Linked DNA regions of Bombyx mori: region 1 is linked to region 2. A link is a contact called in public Hi-C data. All regions are on one chromosome and are shown on one strand. The core of a region is the stretch at or near the end of the contact, and the rest is flanking DNA. Distances in the headings are between cores, read along the strand shown.

What was found. Hi-C and Micro-C count contacts between places; a contact is called where the count stands out from the background.
Region 1: a contact with region 2 is called in a Hi-C map of whole pupa, with 4 times the contacts expected there. The contact joins two enhancer-like sites. A contact is called at or near these places in 3 of 7 Hi-C or Micro-C datasets (middle silk gland, posterior silk gland and whole pupa).

What each region holds. Positions count from the first base shown.
Region 1 is chr15:7,405,110-7,411,909 of ASM3026992v2, reverse strand. No RefSeq gene overlaps it. Among protein-coding and RNA genes, the nearest start is that of LOC105842547, 8.3 kb to the left of the region's middle. Within about 2 kb of position 2,274, at least 1 of the 8 cell types and tissues checked has open chromatin away from gene starts, as enhancers often do.
Region 2 is chr15:7,266,754-7,273,725 of ASM3026992v2, reverse strand. It overlaps LOC101747129 (protein sickie), which reads left to right. Exons shown (of 35, transcript XM_062672477.1): 4 at 3,733-4,046. Among protein-coding and RNA genes, the nearest start is that of LOC134200185, 44 kb to the left of the region's middle. Within about 2 kb of position 4,190, at least 8 of the 8 cell types and tissues checked have open chromatin away from gene starts, as enhancers often do.

The DNA.
Region 1 (6,800 bases), core at 1,025-3,524, 140 kb before region 2:
TATCGATTTTAACACAACCAATAGGCTTTGCGTATACTGGGTGTTAAGAGGCCACTTCCGAAAACGAAGACAGACGATAGTACGAATAACACCTTTGATGATGGAGTTATTTAGACAAATCTTGTAAATAAGTATTTCAGCAATCGCGCGAGTCTGCGCTGCGCTACGCCGCGCCTGTGCGTTCGTTGATCCGAGCATCAGCTGTTTTTGATTTTGTGTTTCATTGCTGGTTTTTTTAGTAATGTATTTTGTACGAAACTATCGTTTCATTTAGGTGTACTAACATGATGGAGCGTAAATAATGCTAATAAAACGTTTTAAAATATGATTTTTTTTTTAAATCAGTATCGATTTGTTTTCCGTGCCATCATCAAAGGTGTCATTAGTAGTTATTGTCTGTCTTCGTTTTCGGAAGCGGTCTCCTAACACCCAATATAATACATTAACTACTTGAATTAAATTAATTAGTTCGACTACTTTTACAAATACTCATATTGAATTTAGTATATTTGTGGAACTTTATCAACTACTTATTGAATATTTTACATTATACAAAATAAATTCGATGTGAGAAACATTATAAATATAACGGCTATCTTGATTGGTTTTGTAGACTCTTCTGTTTTACTTTTAGCTTTTTTGAATCATCACTGGCAATTCGGAGCCAAATTCCATTGAGTAATTTACACAGGAGCTATACAAACCCTTTCCGTGTCAGAGCGGAAAACAAATGGCGCCATTAGAGAAAATAACTAGATATCTATCGGCTGGTCCCATGTGCAACGTCAACTTATAATTAGATTACAATCGAACTGGTTCGTGTTTCATAGTTAACTACAACTGCGTAAATGAAACGCAACGGGAAAAAACGTATCATTAGGATGGTGTTCCAATTACATGAAATGAAGATCAAAATAAAATTTTATGATTTATGTTAAATTTAGTATAGATAAGAATGAAGAAATCCTTTTTGTAATTAACACTTCAGTGATATACTTAAATGTAGACAGCTAAAATGTTAAATATCAATAATAATGACAAGTCCAAGACGATTTAAAATTAGTGTGAGCCAGTGCACAGCCCAAAGTCTAGACTGGGATTCTCCATCAGCTGCGACAGGAACAGTAAAGAGAAGGAGATCATCATATCCGGAGCACGCTAAGAATATCAATCAAACTCAGGAACATAACACAATATTTGAAGCGCAAACCCCTTCTGACTCTGGCAGTGGCACTTCAAGGACTGTTAGTGAAAACGATAAGTCTGATAGTCTTATTGATGTAGAAGAGAGGATATCATGTATTATCAATGAAAATAGATCCTCTAACTCTGAATCTAGTGATGTAGATATCATAATAGAAAACATCTTAGAAAATTCTATAGAAGAAAACTTATGTGAAGTGCACAATGAAACGTTTGTTCATGATAGAGGTAAAACTTTTATACGCGATAAGAAAGTTCCAAATAAACGTAATTCTCAAGAAGAAGCCACACAAGACAAGAAATGTAAAGATCGAAAACCCAAAACGTCTGCACCGATTAAAAAAATAAATAAATCCACTGACGTCGTAAAGAGTCAGAGTAAATTCGCGAAGGATATCAAAAAGTTAGAAGATAAGTCTAGCGTTTTACCGGTTTATAAAAGTACGATTCCTGGTAGATCTACTGATCTGAACAGTAACGCTAAAAAGAAGGTCATATCAAAGTTGAAGTTGCCTTTCACTCCGCCTTCTGCAAAAACAATGGATAAACCAAAGATAAATTTCTTTCAAAACCGGACCAACGTGGAAGGTGCAAAACCGTCGCCTCTACTCTCATCTCCCGTCAGAAGAACAATATCAAACGAATATGTGAGGCTTAAATTTTCTAACGACACAGTGATCAGACGAACTATTGACGGAAAGTCCGCACCAAAAATAACACCTAAAATACAATCGATAATCCCTGAAAGTCCCGTCGATACCGAAGATCCCTTTCTTAATTTAAGTCCGAACAAAAAATACACTGTGACCACGAACAATAAAGTCAGATGTGATAAAGACAACTACGTGATTTTCGATCCGGACACTGGTTTTAGTCAGGGCCTATCCCGTTCTCGTATCCCGCAAATGTCACCTGTAAGTGACAAATCGCGAATACCACTCAAATCGCTCGAGCAAAGTACCAGTGCAGTGCGTAAACCAGCAAACGTTAGTGACTCGGATAGTGGTATACTATCGCCCAATTCTCCTGTGGATACTAGTGAAAAGAGTGCTTATTATGTGAACGCGGCTGTTTTCAGCGAGACAGCGAGGCAGTATACTTCTGAACTGGACATAACTATACTGGATCCAGTCCTGGCAAAGAAAGCTGCTGAGCAGATACAGGTAAGTCAAAACAATTACTAATACATAAATTTCACAATATTGTTTTTTTTTCTGATTTATTTTAAACTATTTTAGTCGATACCTCGAATACATCATTGTTTTATTAGTGAACAAACATCAAATCCAACCACTGTTCTGTTATGTTCAATGATTGAACATCAAGAAGTGTTTTAAATAGTAATTTTATGTTCATGACATAATAACGAATTATTCGTTTAATATTTTTTTAAATCTGCAAATAATGTTTGTAGCGACATCTGTTGTACATTAGGAAAATGAACCATAGTAAAGATGAAGAGCACGCTATGGGTTTTCGTAAATTAGATTTGTATTGATTTCATAAATTGAGAGTTTTTTGTCATTACTATTGCGCGATATTTTAATTGCAAATACTTTTGAAATATATTCCTTTAATAAAAGAAATCAAACAATTATTTTGTTTTGGACAAAATAGTGTCACTACTCGCCACTAGGTGGCACTGTTCTCCAGTTCTATTGAGAAAATCTTTTATTCTTGTTCTCGTTATTCATACGGCACCACACAGGCGTATTATTTAAAAGCAATCGTGCAGTTAATTTTTAAATGGGACCATTTAGCTCAAATAGCGGTGGCATGCGCCTGGAGTTCAGTTTTTTAATTATGGCACATTCGCTTACAATGTGTGATAGCAGAGACCACAAATTGTGGGTTGTCTGTTTATTTATGTTTATTTCTATAAAAAGCCTCATAATTATTGACGAATCTAATTTTTATTTTTAACTTAAGAGAACAGCTACATTGAATACCTCTCAATTTGTCGAATCATTTTTTCTCTATTAGCAAGAAATTGAAATTATTCCAAATCACAGTTATTTTGAAAGAAAAAAATTTGGAACAGTTTTATCATTTCGTCCACTCGAATATTTTCAGAAAGCTTTCCACAACAAAGTGCTTCGCTTGTTCACAATAGCAATTACTAGATTATTAACGAGTTGTCGCTTGTTATTCATTGCGTTTTACTTTAATGATTGAGTGTAGAAAATAAATGTTGTACAAATGACATTGAGACACAATATAAGTATTGTAAAATAGGTATTGTTTTAAACAGTTATAAGTATTGTATTGTTTCTATAAGAAATCGTCGAAATACTAAATTTAATTTTTTGCAAAATAGAAAATGTTAATGTAATTTATTTGATAAATTTTGGGTTTCGGTTTGACATTTTTTTAAATAGTTTTTAATTATGTACCTAATTAGCTAATTAGCTTTTTTAAATAGTTTTTCATTAGCTACGCAAAATTTTAAGGAGTTTTTAGGTCCATTATACGTTACTTTTGTTCCAGTTTTTTTATATATATATTTTCCGGCATTGTTTATTAAACAGCCTCTGAATAGGCTACATTCTTGTACAACAAATAAGCTCTATATAATAATACTTGATGGGTACATAAACTCAGAAATTGTAAACTAAAATACTTTTTATAGGAGTTCCCTCAATAGTTTCTAATCGAAAAAAAACCCCACTAAATACTAGTTTTATCGATTTCATATTTAACTTATTGCATGTCTATAGTGATTTGCAGTTTGCAATTTAATGCAGTACCACACTCAAATCGCATATGCATTCGACCTGTGAGAATCACCTGCCTGATTGCGACGGCGCGTGTACCGAATGTAATTTACTTCGAAGCATTCCATTCATGTTTTAAGAGAATTTATTGAAATCAAATCCATTGATCTGTATGCGAAACGAGCTTTGTACCATAAAATTCTGTCTTTCTTTACGTTTCAGCTCTATGAAAACCGAATTATATCCATTGATTTAAAATTTCATCAAAATTATTTGTGACATTTTTAAGAAGTCATCTGTAAATTTAAGTTATTATTATATAGTATACTGGGTGACCCGGCAGACTTCGTAGTGCCTGAATCGATAAATAGAAAACCTAAGCTTTTGTATAAAATAAACTTAAAACAAACAAAAGGAATCCGTCCGACGGGGGACACATCAAAGGAAAAACAAAATTGTTATTTTTATTTAATTCCGAGCATTTTGATATTTATCTACCTTCTAAACCTTGTCTGACTTCCACAAAAATTCAAGACCAAAATTAGCCAAATCGGTCCAGCCATTCTCGAGTTTTAGCGAGACTAACGAACAGCAATTAATTTTTATATATATGGATAAACGAATTTTCATTGATTTTTTTTATTACTTAATTGGGTGGACGAGCTCACAGCCCGCCTGGTGTTTAGTGGTTACTGGAGCTCATAGACATGCGCCACCGAAATTGAGATATAAGTTCTAAGGTCTCAGTATAGTTATAACGGCTGCCCCACACTTAAAACCAAAACGCATTACTGCTTCACGGCTGAAACAGGCAGGGTGGTGGTACCTACCAGTGCGGACTCACAAGAGGTCCTACCACCAGTGAATGATTATGCCAATAGTTCGCGTCATGGAGAGGAGAAGAATCTTGAATAACAGATACTGATTGGTAAAGTCTTACTTTCAATAATAGTTATCCAACAATACCAACTGATAGAATTATATTTTTTAAACTAAAATGACAACTTTAAGATTCCCATAATAAAATTAAAAGTAGTACCCCAAATCTTCCAAGTTCTAAAATATCTACAATTACTAATTTTAAATTAATTAAGCGCGGCCCCAAAAATTCCGAAGATGAAAATTCTGAACGTCAGGTAATGATTGGCGTTTATGTCACTAAGGAGTGCAAACAGCTTCATCCTCGAGGTAAGCACGCACTCCCAGCCTCTCTTCACGAGGGTCCTCCATATTCCCGGGCCGTGTACGGTCTTTGTACGTTAATGTAAAACGTGAAAATGTTTCATCACTTAATTTAGCTACGCGAAAACCGTGCGGTTTCGCCGAAGGCGTAAAGCCTGGAAATTTTGCTGTGTTTTTGTATAATATTCGAGAGGCGTGTATCTACTCGTTTTAACATTTTGAATGCAAAAACACGTTTCAGAACAAAACATGCAAATGTAACAAAAGAATAGAATATAATTTTTTTGTATGTTTATTTAACGTAGTTCTGCATATATATGACTAGCTTTTGTCCGCGTGGAATAGTTACTTTGGCATAACGCTAAATTTTATCTCTCTTTCTCTCCGCTTCTTCATTTACGTAGAAAGTGAAAATATTTTTGAATAACAGAATGTTGAGGATTTATTTAAGGTACCAAAATCACGCTTTTTACCCGACTTCAAAAGAGGAAGTTATCAATTCGACCATCATTTTTTATCTATGTATGTTCACCGATTTCTCGAGATTTTCTCCTGGTGGTAGGACCTCTTGTGAGTCCGCACGGGTAGTACCATCACCCTACCTATTTCTGCTGTGAAGCAGTAATGCGTTTCGGTTTGAAGGGCCGGGCAGCTGTTGTAACTATACTGAGACCTTAGCACGTACATCTCAAGGTGGGTGACGCATTTACGTTGTAGATGTCTATGGGCTCCGGTAACCACTTAACACCAAGTGTGCCGTGAGCTCGTCCACCCATCTAAGCAATAAAAAAAAACTTGAACCGATTCTGACAATTTTTTTTTTTTTTTTGTTCGGAAGGGTAGACTTCCCGAATGCTCCTGTTTACATCAAGATCTCATGATGGGATCTTGGAGAAATCTAGAAAGCTCTATAATTGTCAAAACCTATCTTGAAGTGATTTGGGTGTTTCAATGTTATAATAATTATCGTATTTATTTGGATAGGGATTTATATCATCTTTTTTAAAACACCTTCACAAATAATGCTTTATTTTAGAACAAATTTGGTTAGCATAAAAACGTTATAGTGAGCCAACCTTTAAATATAGACATATGCTGTCGCGGCCTTTTTTTAAGCTTTTAAATGGGAACAATTTTGTCATACATTATTTTAGCGTAACTTTAACCTCTCAAAAGGGAAAAATACCCCGATTTTGAAACATTCTTTATTGGTGCTCCGCTTGCATTGGTCTTAGCGTGATGTTATACAGCTTATAGCCTTCCTCAATAAATGAACTATCTCACAATGTAAGAATTTTTCAAATCGGACCAGTTAGTAGTTCCTGAGATTAGCGCGTTCAAACAAACTAACTCTTCAGCTTTACAATATTAAATAAATAAATAGTATAGATATTATTCCTTTTTTTTCCTACCGAAGCTGATGATGTAGAGAGACCATATTAGGGTAACCTTGACTAGTAGGTGAGCTCATGGGACTCAAACCTATAGACGGTACAAGACCGCGCGGCAGATCACCGTTACGATGGACCGACCAATTAAAGGCAGCTCTAAACGGTCCCGTTAATGAGTGCACAAGAAGGGCCGCGGTACACGAGGAATGGCGACATCTGGGGAAGCGTACTACCACCCGAAGTAATTACCACGACCATTCTGCCAAGAGTGCATGCGACTGAGATGAAGAAGAATGTGCAAAGGAGCCAC
Region 2 (6,972 bases), core at 2,941-5,440:
GCATTGCATCATTTTTTTAGTTCGAGACGAAAGATTAATCCTCTCATTTATGTTGTGAACTTATTAGATGCGATATGTTATACAATCTATACTAATATATAAATCTAGTGGTTTTTACGGCTGTTCCGTTATAACTACTGAACCATGCATCCGATTGACTTGAAACTTGGTATCCATGTAGAAAATACATGTACTTAATGGATAGGCTAATATTTATATGAGTGTTGAACCCCCTAATAATAATGACAATAAATAATAATGTTAATTTTAAATGCCCCACGAAACGGGCGGGTACAGCTAGTAATACATATACATTATGTATAATGTGATACTTTATATACCGAATAAATGTTTGTTTCATTGATCCAAAACGTATAAGGCTCCTTAAAATTATCGCACACGTCCTTACGGATCTATCAGATCCAATAACCCTTGCATTAGACGCCTTCCGCTCAAACACTAGGAGTAGAGATCCCGGTAACCGTACTCGGCAAAGAGTTCGACGTGCAACCTAGCCTAAGCATCAGCCCGTTGAGTTTCTCGCCAGATCTTCTCAGCGGGTCGCGATTCCGATCCGGTAGTAGATTCATTCGCGAAGCAGCTACTCTTGAGTTGTTAGGTCTCCCTTGGAAGCGCTCGGGTAGCTGTTAGCGAATCCCGCCCCTTCTGGCTGAGGCTTTGCTCGCCCACCTGTCCTTGTGAAACTGGAAAGGCCTCAGGCCCACCAGTAAACCCTCAATCATAAAAAAAAGAAAAAAAATATATCGAGTTGATCAACAGTAACATGCTTATAGTGATTTTTTCATTTCATTGTTTTGAGATTCGATTTGAGAACAATCATCAACAGGCTCATCAAACAAATGTTTCTAGGTAATATAAATAAATAAATAAAAAACATAATTTGTTTAATAAAAGGTCAACAAGAAAACAATGACATAATATGTTGTTTTTCGACAATTTCTCGATGATCTTCAATTAATTTTCCAGTTGCTCGTTGCTTTATGAGGTCGTGTGAGGTAAGGTTGGCCCGTTGATCATTGGTTAACCTGAGTTCAGGAGACGGACCATTTAAGGGGCGGCGCCGATTGTCGCAACCGCAGACTTACTCACACGTAGTAAAACGAGATGCGGGTTTATCGGAACTTAGTTATATGTTCACGCGAAGCCGCTCAGATTAATTGTGATGATGCGAAAACAATAATGTGGTTTTTATTCAATTTTAATACGCTTTTATTATCTTCAGACGTTTGTATGTAACGTAATCTTTGAACATGATTTTGACCCCCTTTAAAACGTCGGATTACCTTGAAATTTTGTATACTTATTAAGGACGGATGACAATTCAATTAAAAAAAAAATTGAAAAAGTTTAAATTTAACTAAAAAATGAAAAATAAATAATATATTAAAAACCTAACAAAATACGCTTGTATAGAAATACCCATTTAAAAAATAGAAAATAAATTTTAATAAATTTGAATAAAAAATAGTGTAAGAAAAAATGATTTTATTGTAAAAAAAGCGTGAGGTGCGTGCGATGGTAAAAACGAAATGGTGGCATAATCTCTCTCATGGTGGTCTCAAATAATTCCTCAGAGCACTCCCCATGGAACATACGGTACAAAATACAGAGGGAACCGAAGTCCCTTCGCAGACCCAGAGGTTCCAAACGATCCGTGAGAATTGTGTAACACATTTAGTATTCTTTTGTTTATTACTAATATGTGTGCGGGTACCGTAGGACCGATCAGTGCAACGAATCTAGGAGAAATCTACGTTGCTGTGGATGTGTATGGATTGATCTTCTTATCAGCCCACAGACATCCACTGCTGGACATAGGGCTCCCCCAAGCCTCGCCACAAACACCGGTCCTGCGCTGTCTGCATCCAACGAATCCCCGCGAATCTCAATAGGTCTAATAAAACCACGAATAAAATGAATGAGATAATGGTTGAGAAAGAACTACTTTATTGTTTGTTAATTGACTATGGTACACTACTATCCTAGTGCATATTTTAATCACTAGATGACGTTAGTATGAATTAAACTATTATTATTTTGATATTAATGAAAATATTTAACAAGGTCGTCGGTCCATCTTGTGGGATTGATCATGCAGACCCAATTCATTCACGTTGAAATATTTTAAACGTGTTGTGTATGATTTGTGTATGTCTATCTAAATAATACATTGAATGTAATATATTATGTTAATTTGTTTTATGCAAATGCGTGTGTTTTGTTTTGTGTATTTTCGTTTACTTTAAGAAGCTCTTGTATGTTAATGATTTTACGATGATTTCAATAATGTTATAACATAAAAATGAGTTCTTTAAATTAGCGAAATCCATCGAATAGATTCAATAAAACGCGTGATCAAATCGTGATAAATGGAAATTTTAAATCCAATTGGCGCCAAAACGTTGTTGTAAATAAGTCCACGCACGTAACAAAATTCCGAATTGTTTTCAAGGTCTGTCTATAAAGTGATAAACTCATTTGGTATCCCTATGGTGTGGACGGACACCTAGTAGCATATCAATGTTAAGGGAACGCACGTTTGATTATCAATTTTTAATATCTAAACAAGACGCGTCAATATCTGCACGTAGGCCATTTGCACGGACGTATTTTGAGGATAAGTTAGCGGTTCCTTTGAAATATGTATAATAATATATTAATACGTGAAGCAAAATCTTTGTACCTTCACGAAAATTGCGCGTACGGAGGAGTTTGAAATTTCTCACATTTACAGAGAATATAGAGAAGGAGTGCAGAATGTTATTTTTTTTTATTATACATAAAAAAACATGAAATCAATAAAGAAAACATTACACACACTATCATGTAATACATACACTGTGCTTATTGTCAAACTTTTGTTATTGTTAAAGTCTGTGGTCATATTGAGAATGGATTATAATTGTTTGTCTTTATTATTTTTTGTCTATAGTGTATTCTAGGCGAAATCTGTTATTATAGAAGTTTAATAAATAGTCTTTGACAATAGAACCATAATAATATCCAAACTTATAGTTTTAATTAATTATAGTCGAATTTCGACTACAGAGGGTCCACTAGCTATTATTATAATACAACCGATAATGTTAAAGGTTTATTGTTTGCCTATCAATAATACAACAACGAAGCAAGGAATCGTAGTTACTTTTGCTTATGATAACTTTTTATGAGCCGTTTATATTTTTGACTCACACCGCTTTGTATAAGTACCATTTATGTATAAAACATAACATTTCATTCGAATGATTATGATGGTGGTTTTTAATTGTATTTAAAATTAAGGAGCGTATAGTTTATTAGGTCTACATGTTAAATGCTACAATGTCACGATACCACGAAACACGAAGAATCAGATGTGAGGTCTATCGTCTCAATTGTATTGTAACGACGGACGCCCGCACTAATATGACTGTTTATTGCCAGAAATAGGTAGATTAGTGATACGTAAGCTTGTAAACTCATTATAAACCCTACATCAGCAAAGATCAAAGTACCTAATAAATCTGCGAATTCGATTTTTATCGCATACTTTATTTGTTCATTGTGAAAGGCGTTTGTAAACACGTGCTACACTTAAATAATTAAGGACTAAGAAAATTTTGTATGGATCCCACAGCTCTAAACTCTCAGAGGGGAAAGCATTCTGGGTCTCATACTTATATGGCGTTGATTGATCCAAATATATTAATAGTTTTTTTTTCTTCTTTACAGTTGGAGAACGTCCAGTGCTGTTTGGACTTTCTTCATGCGCAGAAAGTCCAAGGCATTGAACAAGTGACAGCAATAGACATAAGGGATGCGAAACTTAAAGCTGTTCTAGCACTATTCTTCGCACTGAGTCGTCACAAACAAGCATCGAAACAAAGGACAGCGCCATCTATTGGAAACATACCGAACATCAATAAAAACTCCAGTGAAGATGTATCTCTCAGTTCCATACAACGAATCACAGGTGGCAGCAGTTGCGAGGAAATTTTAACTGCGTCTGGCAACAACGTAGAGATGACGACACTAACAGCGAACAGGTATTTATTTTAATAATTTAATATTTTAAGTTTCTTTATTTTCCATATTAGAGCTTGGTTTGTTTTTGGATTTCACTTACTTTATTAATATGACAACACAGCCACATAAAATGTTATGTAGTGCAGCTACACGCTAACAGATGTCGCTAAAAACAAAACCGTACGAACAAAAAGTTTATATTGGTTTTGGTATTTTTGAGATGTGGTGTTGTAGGTTCTTGTAATTTTTAATATAAATAAATATATAAACAAATGAAATAAAACAAATAAAAGTATGGTTTTCAATAATCAATATTAGGCTCATTCTATGACGTAGATATAATTTCTGTTTTTTGTACAAAACTATAATAAGAAATAAGACTGAAGATTATCTCATTCAAAATAAGCAGTTGACACAATACGTTAAGTGATAAAATCTGTGAATTTTATTAATGATAAATTATCATCAATTAAAGAAACATTGTAGAACAGCACACTGCTTTATTAACTTTTTATAGTATAGCTTGCTTAGCTTGTCCACTTTTGTCTAATTTTTATTTATTGCTTAGATCGGTGGACTAGCTCATAGCCCACCTGGTGTGAAGTGGTCACCGGAGCCAATAGACATCTACAACGGAAATGCCACCACCTACCCTGAGATATAGTTCTAAGGTCTCAGTTTTTACAGAATAACTAGCTGGCCCGGCAAACGTTGTTTTGCCATATAAATTATTTCTAGGAACGATAAATAACCTAGATGCCGACTGCAGCGCCATCTGCCGGACTGGTTTGTAAACCATTCTCGAATCCACCTGAACGTGTACAGAAAATTTCATTAAAATCAGTTCAGCCGCTTAGGATGAGTTCAGTGACACGCACAGAAAAAATATATATATAAAGATTTGTATTTTTCAATGTATTAAATCTCACACAAAGTTGTCGAGCACTCGCTTACATCGTAATCAAGGGCGAACCTTGGTGTTTATTCTTAACCGGTCGTAACTCAACAACGCCGGCACGAAGCGGACGCAAATGTACAATATAACCGCTTAAGGGAAAGCTATAATGTGATTTAGTCACTCGATTAGGCAATAACAGTTACTGTGTATATAACTGTATACAGTATTTAGTAATATTACAAAATTAAAACATAATACCGTAATAACCCGTCTAAATAATAATAAAGAATAGGCATTGAACTATATTACGCAAAGGCGGATCCAGGGGGGGGGGTCATGGGGGTCATGACCCCCCTCTGAGCTGCTTCCAAGACTTAGGTAAACCACTAATTGAACATAATGATTTTATTTATATATTTTGTCACCATACACATTTTATGTAACTACATACCTTCAATATTTAATTAATTTAATATAATATAATAACTTTGTATGATGGCAGAATGAACGCATCGAAAATTTTACAATGTGACCCTCTCCTGGCGCCAAAGCTGGATCCGCTCTTAATATTACGTATTCCTCGTAGTACCTCAATGAGAATAGGTATAATTATATTTTATAAGTACGTAGGTATAAGACGTAAGTATATAATAGCAAATAATATTTTTTTTAGGTTTTATTTATTTTTTATTTATATAATAGGTACCTATACTTTTCGTATACCACAGCGGGGAAACACAAACAATATGAATCACCTTACTTTATTAGAACAAAGTCTAAATTTTTCTATGCATTGCTTTTCTAGTTTAAAAAAGGAACGGGTCTTTGTTGGGATATAACCAGAATGGTGATACCTACGGGTATGGGAGTAACCATTGACAGTCAAGACAAGTATTAGGAGTTAGAATAGAGTAGTTTACGAAAATGAGGTTCCTCACCTTAAACTGAAAATATAATTCGGCGAGACTGCATGCGGTCAAATTACAATTGCTTAGGGCTATCTTTTAAAATGAATATGCCGGTGCTATGGATCATCGGTGGAGATAGTAATTGAAACGAAGCCGCTAACTTTTGTTTTTCTTCTTCTTTCTTGAAGCACTGCTCTTGCTAGGGTTAGTGTTAGCAACGTCGCCAGGTTTGAGCCCCGTGAGCTCACCTACTTGTTAGGGTTACGCTGAAATGGTCTCATAAGAAAATCACCTTAGCCACGAAAAAAAATAATTGTGTTTTGTTTTGGTGTTTTTGGGCTCCAGTAACCATTTAGTACCAGGTGGAGTTTGTCTGGGTTCTTTAATACAACGGCTGCTCTACTCTACCGTTCAAACCGGAACGCATTACTCGTAGAAGCGATCATATTGCGAAGTCATCGGTGGACGTGTGTTAAGTACGTGATTTCTCTATTAAAATTCATTAAAAATTGGATTCGAACACCAGCTGGTGGTAGGACTTCTTGTGAGTCCGCACGGGTAGGTACCACCCTGCCTGTTTCTGCCGTGAAGCAGTAATGCGTTTCGGCTTGAAAGGTGGGGCAGCCGTTGTAATTATACTTGAGACCTTAGAACTTAGATTTTAAGGTGGGTGGCGCATTTACGTTGTAGACGTCTATGGGCTCCAGTAACCACTTAACACCAGGCGGGCTGTGAGCTCGTCCACCCATCTAAGCAATAAAAAAAAGCCTAGATACATCGCTCGATACGATTACGTACACCAGACGTCTTATCCTTTAGGCCACGATGACATAATGACGATTTTCCCGTTCGAAAGAAAATAAAAGAAAGAAATCCAATTCCGAATCTAATTATAACAACCAAAACATTTCCTCCGATGATACAAATCCCATACAAACCTCGACCAATTAGTGTTAAGCTTGTTAACTGTTAGCGAATGCTTAACAAGCTTGATTCAAGCTAAATCCCTATTCGAAACTTCAGTTGAGCCCGGCAGTTGAACATCCAACCCTAATACGAGATATTAATAAATTTACAAAGACTAGTGGCCCCGCAGTAGTCGAAATTCGACAATAATTAATTGAAATTATAAGTTTAAAA